2 separate regions of the Oryctolagus cuniculus genome follow, and region 1 is linked to region 2. A link is a contact called in public Hi-C data. All regions are on one chromosome and are shown on one strand. The core of a region is the stretch at or near the end of the contact, and the rest is flanking DNA. Distances in the headings are between cores, read along the strand shown. Region 1 holds the start of ITGA8 (integrin subunit alpha 8). Region 2 has its middle 35 kb from the start of FAM171A1.

What was found. Hi-C and Micro-C count contacts between places; a contact is called where the count stands out from the background.
Region 1: a contact with region 2 is called in a Hi-C map of embryonic fibroblasts, with 2.6 times the contacts expected there. The contact joins the promoter of ITGA8 here to the enhancer-like site in region 2. A contact is called at or near these places in 4 of 6 Hi-C or Micro-C datasets (ear pinna, embryonic fibroblasts, skin fibroblasts and 1 more).

The regions. Positions count from the first base shown.
Region 1 is chr13:41,807,681-41,813,809 of mOryCun1.1, reverse strand. ITGA8 (integrin subunit alpha 8) reads left to right here and starts at 3,076. Exons shown (of 30, transcript XM_002717427.5): 1 at 3,076-3,513; 2 at 4,107-4,240. The coding sequence starts at 3,308.
Region 2 is chr13:41,505,010-41,511,782 of mOryCun1.1, reverse strand. No RefSeq gene overlaps it. Among named protein-coding and RNA genes, the nearest start is that of FAM171A1, 35 kb to the right of the region's middle. Within about 2 kb of position 5,397, at least 3 of the 8 cell types and tissues checked have an H3K27ac peak or open chromatin away from gene starts, as enhancers often do.

The DNA of each region.
Region 1 (6,129 bases), core at 1,827-4,326, 300 kb before region 2:
CGATGAAATCATAATCAGAAAAATAATTGGCCATTAAGTCATAAATATATTTCATTAACAAGTATGTGCTCACTGCTTCAATGCAGTGAATTCTGTGAATCCCTATTTTTAAGTATTTTGCACATGTCTACAGCGCAGGGATAATTTTTTTCCTGTGGTGTTCTTTACTTGTTTATTTTTGGAACGTGGGGCCAAATCTGTTCCATCTTTGACCTTTGGGTTCTTTTCTTTTTCTTTTTAGGGAAACAGCCATGTGTACCTTTCCCAGTATGAAACATACACACACACTTGCATGCACGATAAACACTGCCCAGACTGGCTTTTCTGACAGATAAATCAGTGCTTGTAGTTCTTTAAAATGTCAAGCTTCTCATCCGGCATGAGACCTGTCACTGTCCATGTGTTTCTCTGATGATACCCCAGATCTTACTGATTGGCAGGCTTCCCAAATGTCAGGAGTGCTGAAATGTACAAGACACCCGTTCAGACTCACCCCTTCCCTGCAATGACCAGAACCGGAGTGGGGGTTGTGTGTGTGTGTGTTTCTGGCTGTTTGGAAGATTTGCTACTCTCCCAGGCACGTGGCCTCCCAGAGAAGCCAAAGAGCCTTGAGTTCATTGCTTTTCTCCACTCTTAGGATACCAAGGTGCCACCAGATGTTTCCCCATGCTTTTTAGAAAAGTACACCGCTGCTTTATGCTACCACTCCAGTGCTGCTCACAGGCATGACCAAGAATAGTTTAGCGCATCTAGAAAAGTGACTTCTCCTTATTATCATAGCTTAAAAAAGTATTCTGTATAGACTGAACAGCATGAGAAACCAGCAACTGACAGGCCTGGGTACAACTGTAGCAATTACTTGCTCTGTGAGCATGCACCTCCTTGCCTATTAATGTCTTTGCATGTAAAGTGAAAATATGAAGACTATACAAAGGTTTAAGTCAAGAATAAATCACGACTATATCCAATCATGTGACAATAAGTAGAATTCTTTTCCCCTTACCTAGCCTATCTTGGACAAAAAGAATAAAAAGCTAAGGAATACGTCAGAGAAGCAAGCAGTGGGGAAAAACACCATGTACGCTGGAACTGGGCTGTCCTGTGAGAATCAAAGCATAGTGTAACACGAGGGACACTCAAAAGCTTGTGGAAAATGGAATTGAAAGGTAAGTTTAGTTTGATGTAAGAAAATGTTTGAGGGGTTATCCCAGTGGTGTACCAGGCTAAGCCTCCGCCTGCAGTGCTGGCATCCTATGTGGGCACTGGTTTATGTCCTGGCAGCTCCTCTTCCGATCCAGTTCTCTGCTACGACCTGGGAAAGCAGTAGAAGATGGCCCAAGTGCTTGGGCTATTGCACCCACGTGGGAGACCTGGAAGAAGCTCCTGGCTCCTAGCTTTGGATTGGCCCAACTCTGGCTGTTGCAACCATTTAGGGAGTCAATTCATGGATGGAAGACCTTTCTCTCTACCTCTCTTTCTCTATCTGTAGCTCTGCCTTTCAAATAAATAAATAAATAAATCTTTAAAACAGTGTTTGAAATCCATGCAGTTTCCATAACGCACATTTCCATTTTATATGAATGGATTTCAATGTTTATTTGCACCAGAATAAGCTTATCTTTTGGTTGCATTTTCTAAGAGCGTTTTGAAGTGCCCTCGTGCACAGCTGGTTTTGTCCAGTCAGTCATGATATGGGTCAGGATCGTGTCTAGGGTCACGCCATTGCTTTCTACCTACGTAGACATTTCACATAAACCTGTGGCTTGCCTGCAGTATGATAACTTCCCCAATTGCAAGCATGCCATGTCAGGAAATGATTGACTTGTTCTTCCCTAGCCTCAGCGTCCCTGACAGCTCCAAGCATTCCCACGTGTAGGCCACATGTGCATCCTGCATTGGAACATACAGCGGAGACCCTCACTTTCATTAACAATTGCCACCTGATGCGAGTAGCGGACCGTGTGCTCCATACAGATGGACTTTTGGACTGGGATAGAAAGTCTTAGATCATCTACTCTTCAGTCCTTATCTGGGAAAGAGTGATCCAGTTAGGAAATTATCCAGACGTGATGATTTGCCAGGGAAGCTTCTGATAAGTTATTTATTTTTAGTATTTTTATGGGAACAAGACGAGTGAAGACATCAAGTTCAAATCAGTCTACCAAGTGGGTTCTGATGTAAGGGAAATGAGAAAGCCTGGCTTTTTGGTACTGATCCCAGGCTAGTAACACACAGTCCACAGGGCCAGCATCTCATCCACCCCCACTTCCCAAACCTGCTCACCCTGCCCCCACTGCGGCTTGTCATCCTTGTCTTCGGAGTAGAAGCTTCACACTCACTGCAGGCTCTTTCCTCTGTCACCGTGCTGGCCCACCGCCCTGTCTCTTACTTTTCCCACCTCCCCTTCCTTCCTTCCGATGACCAGATTGGGTCTTGATGACCCAATGCATTGAGGCAAACAGGTTCTTTGCTTTCTCTTCCTTTCAACAAGTAGCTTCCCACTGCCATCTCGGCCACCCTGGCCGTGAAACTTGAATCCCTGTGGGCTTGTCCTGTCTCTGCTCTAGAACTGGCTTCCTTTGTCTCCCTAAACGTTCTTCTCATTAAGACTCCGCCAGAGAGCCATCCAGCCCCATTTCTCACCACTCCCTAACCAATCCCTTTTATTCCATTCAATCCCAGCCTTTGTGTCTTTAATACTTTCCTTCCACCTCTCCTACCACAATTCCCAAGTCTGAGCCTCCTGTTCAAATTCCTGCTAAGTGTACATCTGCCACTAAAACACCTTAGAACACCTGGGAACCTGGGGACGCAAAGATAACAGCTTTACCCTGCCTGCGACTTTCACCTTCCAGCCAAGCTGTGCATTTAGAGCAAAACCCTCGCCCTACATGGATCATGGCTTGAGGTGGCACTGGCGAGACCCAGCTGGTCCTGGAGATGCGATGGCAAAAGAAATCCAGGCAGCCGGAACAGGCGCCGGGCGCCAAGCCGCCCGGGAGGCTCCGGTGTCCCGGGAGTGGCCAGCTCCGGCCCGCAGCCCGGGGACCCGCCGCTAGGAGGCGCCGCGAGCTCGCCAGCCCCGCGCCCGCTGCGGGAGGAGGGCGAGCGCGCGGATCCCCTGGGCCAGCCCCCCGAGCCGGCGGGACGGGCTGGCGGGAGCAGACGCGGGGACTGTCACTGAGGACGCGCCGCACACACCGGCCCCGGGACCGTCTGGGGACCGCCAGACGCCATCCTCGTCTTTTGCCCCATCGGGCTTCTCAGCTGCCGGTCCCCGGTGATCAGTCGCCGGAGGCGCAGGGCAATGTCTGCCGGGGAGCGCCGCCGTCCCAGAGGGAGACTGGCGCAGCGGCTCGCGAGCCTCTGGTGCTTCTCGGCCGCGCTGGGGATGCTGTGGTCCCCCGCCTCGCAGGCGTTCAACTTGGACGTGGAGAAGCTCACGGTGTACGGAGGCCCCGAGGGCAGCTACTTCGGCTACGCTGTGGACTTCCACATACCTGACGCTCGCACGTAAGTCACTCGGCCGCGGGAAGCCGCGCGCGTGGGCGAACCGGCTCGCAGGTCTGGTACCTGCCCCTCTGCCAGCAGCCGGATGGCAGTGGCGGTCTGGCATTCCAAGTCCCTTCCCGCTCCCGCCCCCAGCCCCCTCGCATGTTGCATGTGCCTTGCAAACTTTGAACTGGAGACAAGCCACTTGCATGGAACGCGGAGTCCGGGCAGCTCCCGGGCACAAAGACCGGTGCTTCCTACAAAGCAGAGAAAGGGAACCAATCGACCCGAGCTGTTAGCAAGGACCCCGATATCTGTTGGCCCACGGTGTGGGCTACAAGCAGCCGGGTTCCGTCCTCTGCGACCCCTTGCCCCCCTCCTGTCATCTCGCTGTAGCCACAGAGCTCCACCTAGAGAGGAGTTGGGGCTGTTGGCACCCTCTCCGAGACCAGGTTTCCAAGAGGAAATTAGGTTTGACAGTCTCCTCTCGGTAGATGGGCTGCTGCCTGCCACCCCCGCTCTCGTCTCAGCTCGCAGGCCGCCGCTGAGGCTGGCTGGCGTGCGCGCCGTGCGGTGATCTCCCCGCGAGTGACCTTCTGCAACCCCTTTCGCAGAGCCAGCGTCTTGGTGGGGGCGCCCAAAGCCAACACCAGCCAGCCCGACATCGTGGAAGGGGGAGCCGTCTATTACTGCCCTTGGCCGGCCGAGGGGGCTGCGCAGTGCAAGCAGATACCGTTCGACACCACCAGTAAGTGATGTTTGTCGCTCCGGACTGTGCGCCCTGGTTGGAAGGAACCAGAGCCGTACTGGAGTCACCTCCCCCTTTCTTTGTGCCTGTGCTGTGGGCTGCCCAGATCCCTAGAGAAATCCGCTCTTTCAACTCCGGGCGAAGGCGAGGGAAACCTTTAGTGTGCCTTGGGGAAGGGAGCATGCTCCTGTTTGGTCCGTGTGTGCTTGATGCATCCCGGGAACTTCTGTTGCCTTTCTGTCTGGAGATCAGGGCGAGCGGACGCTCCGCAGGAGTAGAAAAATGACACCGTCACTGACTACGGAGAGCCTTTGGTTGCTTTCCCAGGATAAACCTAGGAAAAGAGTGGTCCTTGGCGCTTGCTGTGCCCACACTCCAGAGGGAGACCCAGACATCACTCCATGGTGCTGTTTAATTCTTTACAGAAAGAAAGAATTTTCTTTCAAAATATTGGACATTGGATGCAAACTAGTACAGGCAGAGTGTGGATGGGTTACATTGATTTCTAAAATCCCCAGACAGATGTTTCTTATTTAATTAAAGGGAAAATACATTTTAAACAGTTCAGTCTGGTTATGTTTCCTCTGGTGTTTTCTCTTTGGGTCCTGAGAAAATAATTTAAATGTAATGCTTTCAAAAACATTAACACTGAGTGTTTTAATCTATAGCATGAAAACTTTAGGAACTTAAAAGGTATGCATTATTGGAGAACAAATAATCTTTTCTCAGAACAATGTGAGTATGCCAGCTCAAATAATGGCCTTTGATGGGCAACCCATTTACAATGCCTTTTTTTTTTTAATTTTTTAATTTTTTTTTTTTTTTGACAGGCAGAGTGGACAGTGAGAGAGAGACAGAGAGAAAGGTCTTCCTTTGCCGTTGGTTCACCCTCCAATGGCCGCCGCGGCCAGCGCGATGTGACCGGCGCACCGCGCTGATCCGATGGCAGGAGCCAGGAGCCAGGTGCTTTTCCTGGTCTCCCATGGGGTGCAGGGCCCAAGCACCTGGGCCATCCTCCACTGCACTCTCGGGCCACAGCAGAGAGCTGGCCTGGAAGAGGGGCAACCGGGACAGAATCCGGCGCCCCGACCGGGACTAGAACCCGGTGTGCCGGCGCCGCTAGGCGGAGGATTAGCCTAGTGAGCCGCGGCGCCGGCCTTACAATGCCTTTTAAGCACCACTAATTTTACAACATTGTACTCGATTTCTTTGTATTTTAATTATTGTGATATTAGCATTTACGTATCCATTTCTGCAGAGTTCGATGAAGGCTAGGTGATATCTACCTGTTACTTTGTCCTTTTATGTTAAAAATAAAATAATTTCAGTTTTATGCATATGTAAATCATTTCAAAGAAAAAGTCCTATGCCAACCTTCCTTGATTTATGAACAACTTAGGAAAATATTTGATAAAAGCATTTGAAAATGCTCCTTATGTCTGTCTATATGTGCTCACAATAGTCTACTCACCATTCTTTGAAATAAGTCAGTTATTTTCCACCAATTTTTAGTATCGGTAATTGGAAAAATTATACTTTTTGATGTTTATTTGTGACAAGTTTTAAGTAGTTGTTTATATCAGGATTTGAGATGCCTTCAAGTTACTGCTCTCTAGTTTCAGATAAACTTTCCAAATCAGAAGTTATGCATTTAAGCATAAAATTCCTTCCATTTAAATTATTCATGTCTAACTCATTTGCATTGTAAAAATACTTTAAATTCAGACCTTGAGAAATAAAGGTATTGGATGTACGTTACGGAAAGGAGCATTTATATTTTGAGACATACTTGATGTGTTTTCAGCAAGAAGCTGACCATAACATGGAAGTGAATTTAATAACCTTCTAGGACATGTCTGTCATCTATCAAACCAAGGCCTGGTTAGTGT
Region 2 (6,773 bases), core at 4,148-6,647:
GTAGCAGACCCTGTCCATGGGATAAGGGGAAAGGGACAAGGAGAGAGTGCATGTCACCCTCTGGTGGCTGACACACAGAGCATAAGAATTAGTATTGTAAAGTGCATGTGTGCTTGTATGTTGTTCCTCTCCACTCCGAAAGACGATTCTGCTGCTGGTACTGCGATCCGTCAAGTGTGTAGTTGCAAAGGCTTAGGGAAATTCCTTTAATGCAGGTGTTTTTTGTTTGTTTTTTATCTGAATTGTGTGTTCTGGGCTGTGGCCATAAACATACTAGAGAATTCACTCCTATCTTACATCTATTTGTTGTGTGTAATACAGATGGCTCACCTGCAAATGAGCTCTTTGTGTTCATAATTCCCATAAAGGAAATTCTTCAATAATCTAGCTAGTATAATTTAGAAAGTTCAGTGTATAGTCACAAAGTTAATTAATATCCCCATCCTGCAGAATATTCGTGTGTACATGCAGTCTGCCTCATCAGTCTCAAAGTATAGTTTATTTTAATCACTCACCCAGTTATTTTCAAAACTTAGACTTTGGTTTTAGAGGATATTTTGCTGACTGAATTTAAACAATAAAGGCCATTGAAAATTATTTTTAGTACTCTAATAAACAATGATTCACATAATGCCTCCCGGGGCCAGAGCTGTGGTGCAGCCAGTTAACGCCCTGGCCTAAGGGGCTGGCATCCCATATGGGCACCAGTTTGAGACCTGGCTGCTCCACTTCTGATCCAGCTCTCTACTGTGGCCTGGGAAAGCAGTGGAAGATGGCTTAAGTCCCCCACATGGGAGACCAGGAGGAGGCTCCTGGCTCCTGGCTTCAGATCGGCACAGCTCCGGTCATTGCGGCCATTTGGGGAGTGAACCATCAGATGGAAGACCGACCTCTCTCTCTCTCTGCCTCTCCTCTCTGTGTAACTCTGACTTTTAATTAAATAACTAAATCTTTAAAAAAAATAATAAAGCCTTCCATACTCCAAAAATATATTTACATATGGGGCTGGAAAGAGGTATTAAGTACACATCAGAGCATTCTGCTCTGATAAGATAACATAGTAAGCAGCAAGAAGGGTGCTCCTGTTAATACCACCTCCCCTATTCAACCAAGCCCAGCTGCCAACGGAAGTCTGGCATTGTTACCAACCCAATCGTAGAAACAGAGTTTTCCCCAATTGTGTTTAGGTTTTCAGTGACAATTTGAAATCTCCTAGGTACTTAGAACAAAGATGAAAATGTCAGGTTTCACATTAGATTTGTGACCTTTATATAAAATTAAACCAGAAAGTTCTCCCTTTTTTCATGTTTCATTCTGTTTGGCAGGTCAACTGTCAACTCTCCATTCAGAATTTAAAGTGGAAAGGGGATAAATAAATTTCAACAATACTAAATATCTCATTTTTTTCTGTAATAAATGGGGTTACAAGATGTCATATCATCTACTTTTCTCTGGATATTTTTGGACAACAAACATTCACTTTATTTGTCTGCCTTCTCCTGACTCAGCCAAATAGCCTGGAAACATGGATGGATGTCTTCTTTATTCTTTTTTTATTAAGTAAAAAGAGCAATAAAGGAGAATTTCCAGTTTCCTGGACTCCAATCTTAAATTCATTGGATGGATGAATGGTGAAATTAGATTCCCAACTGATCAAGGCACAGGGACTGCCAGATCCAAATCACACAGGGAATTGCTTGGAACTTAGAAACTAATATTTTGATGCAGGAAATGTTTCCATCTGAAGACTCCTCTATAATATTGTCATCAAATGTAGGTCAGGAGAGAAATAAACAACCACACAGAGTGGGAATAAGCAAGGCTGAGAATGCTGCCTCTCAGTGTTTGAAACATAGACTTCGTTCCTGCAGGAAAGCCCAATTCTCTGACTGGAAGCAGGTCCTAAAGTATGTGTCAGAGCACTTTGCAAACTATGGCACCAAAAAAAACCTGAATGTGAATGTGATCAAGATCTGACAGCAATTTTCAGAAAATACAGAAACGGGAGCATGTTAATATGGCGCAAAATTTAGAGTGAGAAACTTTATAGGACAAACAATCCCAGTTTTCCCAATACATAAATACCAAGACATAAAGGAGGTGAAGGGAACCCACAGATTAGAAGACATGTAAGTGACACATCAATGACTTCCATTTTTAGATCTTATCTTGGATTGTGACTTCAACCCATCATAAAAAGGTTATGAGACCGTTGTGTATTTGAACCCTACCTGGTCACTTTCTGTTAATAAGGAATGAGTGTTGATTATTTGTTAAGTGTGAACATGGTTACTGTGGTTATGTTTAAAAGAAAGAGACTTTGTCTTTTAGAGTAATATCCTGAAATGGTAAGATTTGCTTCAAATATCTGGGAGTATAGAGAATAGATTTATTGGTTCATGATTGGTCATAAATGAATTATTAAAATTAAATGGCAGGCTGGCCGGTGCCGCGGCTCACTAAGCTAATCCTCCACCTTGCGGCGCCGGCACACCAGGTTCTAGTCCCGGTCGGGGCGCCAGATTCTGTCCCGGTTGCCCCTCTTCCAGGCCAGCTCTCTGCTGTGGCCAGGGAGTGCAGTGGAGGATGGCCCAAGTGCTTGGGCCCTGCACCCCATGGGAGACCAGGAGAAGCACCTGGCTCCTGGCTTCGGATCAGCGCGGTGCGCCGGTTGCAGCATGCCAGCCGCGGCAGCCATTGGAGGGCGAACCAACGGCAAAAGGAAGACCTTTCTCTCTGCTTCTGTCTCTCACTGTCCACTCTGCCTGTCCAAAAAAAAAAAAAAAAAAAAAAGGCAGGAACTGAGAAAGTTGTCCGAATCAAAATGGAATTTTTTTGAGGCTCAAACCAAAAATAAATAAATAAATCTGAGAGGTTATGAAGGAAGGGATCTCATGCATATATGCTTGATAATAAGAACTATTCACAAAAGGCTGCCAGAACCACAACTTTGCTCAAAGGCCACCATAACTTTACACAACAATCCTGCTTCAAGGACTTTGCCCAACAATCATTTATCTGCTTAATCTTGGACTGATGCCACCCTTGCTACTGATCCTTCTGGCCAAGGATTATTTCAAGATACCTTATGTAATCCTCCTCATTTCGCCTTTAAAAACTTCCTCCTGGCCGGCGCCGTGATTCAACAGGCTAATCCTCCACCTAGCGGCACCGGCACACCAGGTTCTAGTCCCGGTCGGGGCGCCAGATTCTGTCCTGGTTGCCCCCCTTCCAGGCCAGCTCTCTGCTGTGGCCAGGGAGTGCAGTGGAGGATGGCCCAAGTGCTTGGGCCCTGCACCCCATGGGAGACCAGGAGAAGCACCTGGCTCCTGGCTTCGGATCAGCACGGTGCGCCGGCCACAGCACGCCACCCACGGCAGCCATTGGAGGGCGAACCAACGGCAAAAGGAAGACCTTTCTCTCTGTCTCTCTCTCTCACTGTCCACTCTGCTTGTCAAAAAAAAAAAAAAAAAAAAACTTCCTCCTGACAATGTCACTCCTGCATAAATACATTATTCTTCAGGGAATTTATGTTATTTAATATGATAGAACATAAAAGGAAATTATTCTATTCCCCTGTTTTGTATATATTTGAAATTTTCAATAAGAAAAATTTACACAGTGGAGGAGAGATTAAGGAAGGTGATGGGCAAAGGGTGCTCTCACACACAGGGGGTAGGACTAGGAACTGCTGCCACAAAGAGTCAATTGGCATTTTGAAGTGAAGTAGAATATGAGGATACTTCAAAGAGTTTGTGGAAAAAAATGGAATTCAATGTTTTGATATAAAAAAATTGAAATTCATGCATTGTTTCTTCATAATATACATTTTTCCATGAACCTTTTGGAGACCCCTGGTACATGCACACCTCCAACCCTACCATGCCAATTCTAGGTTTTTAGAAAACTGAATTTCTGAGAGGCAGAATCACCCCATAGATTTTTAAAACTCTGTTCTAATATTTTTAAATTGTTGAACTTCTATAAGAAGTAATACAAGCTACAAGACTGAAATTTTATATTGGATTATTATGAAATATTTAAGACAAAAATATTTAGGTTTATAAGACTATGTCACACATAAACAAGAATGTGTGCTGTGAGCAACAGTGGAAAGTTGAAAGCAATATAAGTATACATCAAAGGAAGAATCATTTAAACAAAACATGCAAAAGTCACTCAATGGAACACTGTGCAAATTTAAAAACAAATAAACTAGGTGTAAATACGGAAAATTTTCCAAAACAATGTTTCATTTAAAAAGAGCCAACTGCAAACAAACTTAGTACTATAGGTGACAAGGACACAGATGGAAAAGTTGACCTCTAACTATCAGAAAGCAAGGGCAGTGAACGCAACAGGGATGAACACCTAGGGAGTTGGCGTGTCCTGTGAGGTCCTGTAAGAGTGGTGGGTGCATGTATATTATTTTCTATCTGGTTTTGGATCCAAAAAATACTTAACAAAACAGAAGAAAGAAGGAAATTGAGTAAGTTGATGCCTACTAACCAGCTCAAATGGCAGGCCGGAAGGTGGCAAGAAAGATGTCGTAGCCAGATCAGCACACATTCTGTCACCTTCTATACAGCATCCTGCCCTGTTCCTTAGAGCACCCGCTTCTCCTGCCCTCAGAGCAGCAGTAATTTTTTTTAATTGAAAGGGAATTTTCTAGGTGTAAAAATTCAGCTTTCAGAGTAACACAACTTCTCTGGACGTGTCTTACGTGTCAAAAGAATGGGGACAGGGTTCACCTACTTAAGTTGTAAGACCAAGAGAGAATATGTTAGCAGAACACCTTCACATGAGACATACTGAAGATACATGTTTTGCCTCTATTAAAGTACATTAGGCTGCCATTTGGGACACCACCGTCCCACAAGTGCCTGGGTCAACTCCTGGCTGTTCTGTGCTTCTGATCCAGCTCCCTGCTACTGTACTTGGAAAGCAGCAGACAGTAGCCCAAGTGCTTGGTTCCTGCCACCCATGGGGGAGACCCTGATGGAGGTCCTGGCTTTGGCCTGGCTAGCTCCCAGCTGATGCAGGCATTTGAAGGATGTGTCGGGGGAAGGGTGAAGCAGGGAGCAGAAGATATTCTCTCTCTCTCTCTCTCTCTTCACTCTCCATCCAACCTCTCCATCACTCTGCCTTGCAAATATATAAATCTTTAAACAATAAAAAGATAAATGCCCCCAGGAACAGACATATTCACAATACTGCTGTTAAGTCCAGGTACAGAATTTTAGAGCATTTAGATAAGTGAGACGTAAAATGCTAGCTGTCAGCTGCCTAGAATTAGAGATGAGAGGGAGCTGGTGTCCTTCCTCACCCCTGTCCTTTTTACCGGTTACAAATTTCGTGGCGCCGGCGTCCCAGTTAAGCAAGACTGAAATCCGCCCAGACAGTGCAGCAGCGCCATCTATCGAATCCTGGCTCCTCCTGCACAGCAACTTGAGAGAGGGACTCACATGTGGCAAAAAGTAGCTGAGGTAAAACACACAACGTAAGCACAATGCCTGCTTAGAACTCGCATAACTGAACTATACCTTATTCTTTAACACCAAGTAAAGCATTTACGCTGCACAGGTAACAGTAATACTGTAACAGCTGTACAGCTGTAGGAACTCCAGTGTTTGCGCTTTTTCTTTTTAAGCTATTAAATCTTTACAAACTACTACGCTGGGACAGTATTACTCACAGAAAAACACTCAGTATCTTACTTCCGAGTAGTGAGGTTTACGGTTTCAGGCAGGAGGCGCCCACAGAGCAGCCTGCTAGGGACGGCCGCTGGTTCGTGGCTTTGCCTCCTTCCGCCGTGAGCTCTCCCACTGCGCGCGGCGACTGCAGCGTGGGCTCCCTGCCCACGCCGCGATGCGCTCCCGGCCGCCTGGCGCGTGCTGCGGGCCCGCCCACCACGCGGTGCAAATCACGGCACCTCTAACCCTCTAGCTCCGACTCTGAAAAAAACAGGCGTCACCCCCGAGACGTTTTTCAGCTCCAACCACACAATTCCCAGGAAAGGAGATTTCGCTTGGTGAATTAAGACCTGAGGAGGAGCAGCAGCGGTAGCCCCGGCCAGGGTCCCAGGCGCAGGGGCTTCTTTCTGGGGGACCCCTCCCGTGCTGCGCCGGAGAGAGTGTGGGAACAGCCCTGCCTCGTGTCTGCCCAGGGAAGCCGCAGGTGGCGCGCTGATTTGGTTGCTAACGGCCCTACGAGAAGGAGTTGAGCTCAAAGTTAAGACCTGCCTTTGGGCCAGCGCCGTGGTTCACTTGGCTAATCCTCCATCTTTGGCGCCAGAATTCCATATGGGCGCTGGGTTCTAGTCCTAGTTACTTCTCTTTTTCTCTTTCAGTCCAGCTCTCTGCTGTGGCCCAGGAAGGCAGTGGAGGATGGCCCAAGTCCTTGTGCCCTGCACCTTCATGGGAGACCAGGAGGAGGCGCCTGGCTCCTGGCTTCCGATCGTCACAGCGCCGGCCGCAGTGGCCATTTGGGGGGTGAACCAACGGAAGGAAGACCTTTCTCTCTGTCTCTCCCTCTCACTGTCTGTCACTGTCTGTAACTCTACCTATAAAAAAAAAAAAAAAAAAAAAAAAAAAAAAAAACACCTGTCTTTGTTGTTGGAGAGGAAAACGTTCCTCCTTGTAAAGCGGTCTCAGGCCCGGCTCCCCAAGGGCGGGAGTGCAGTCTGCTCAGCTCTTGGCAAAGCTATGGCCGGGACAGACCGGGAGACCGAGCTGGGTTCCACTCTGTGGGGGCACTATCTCCTTTCTGTGTTC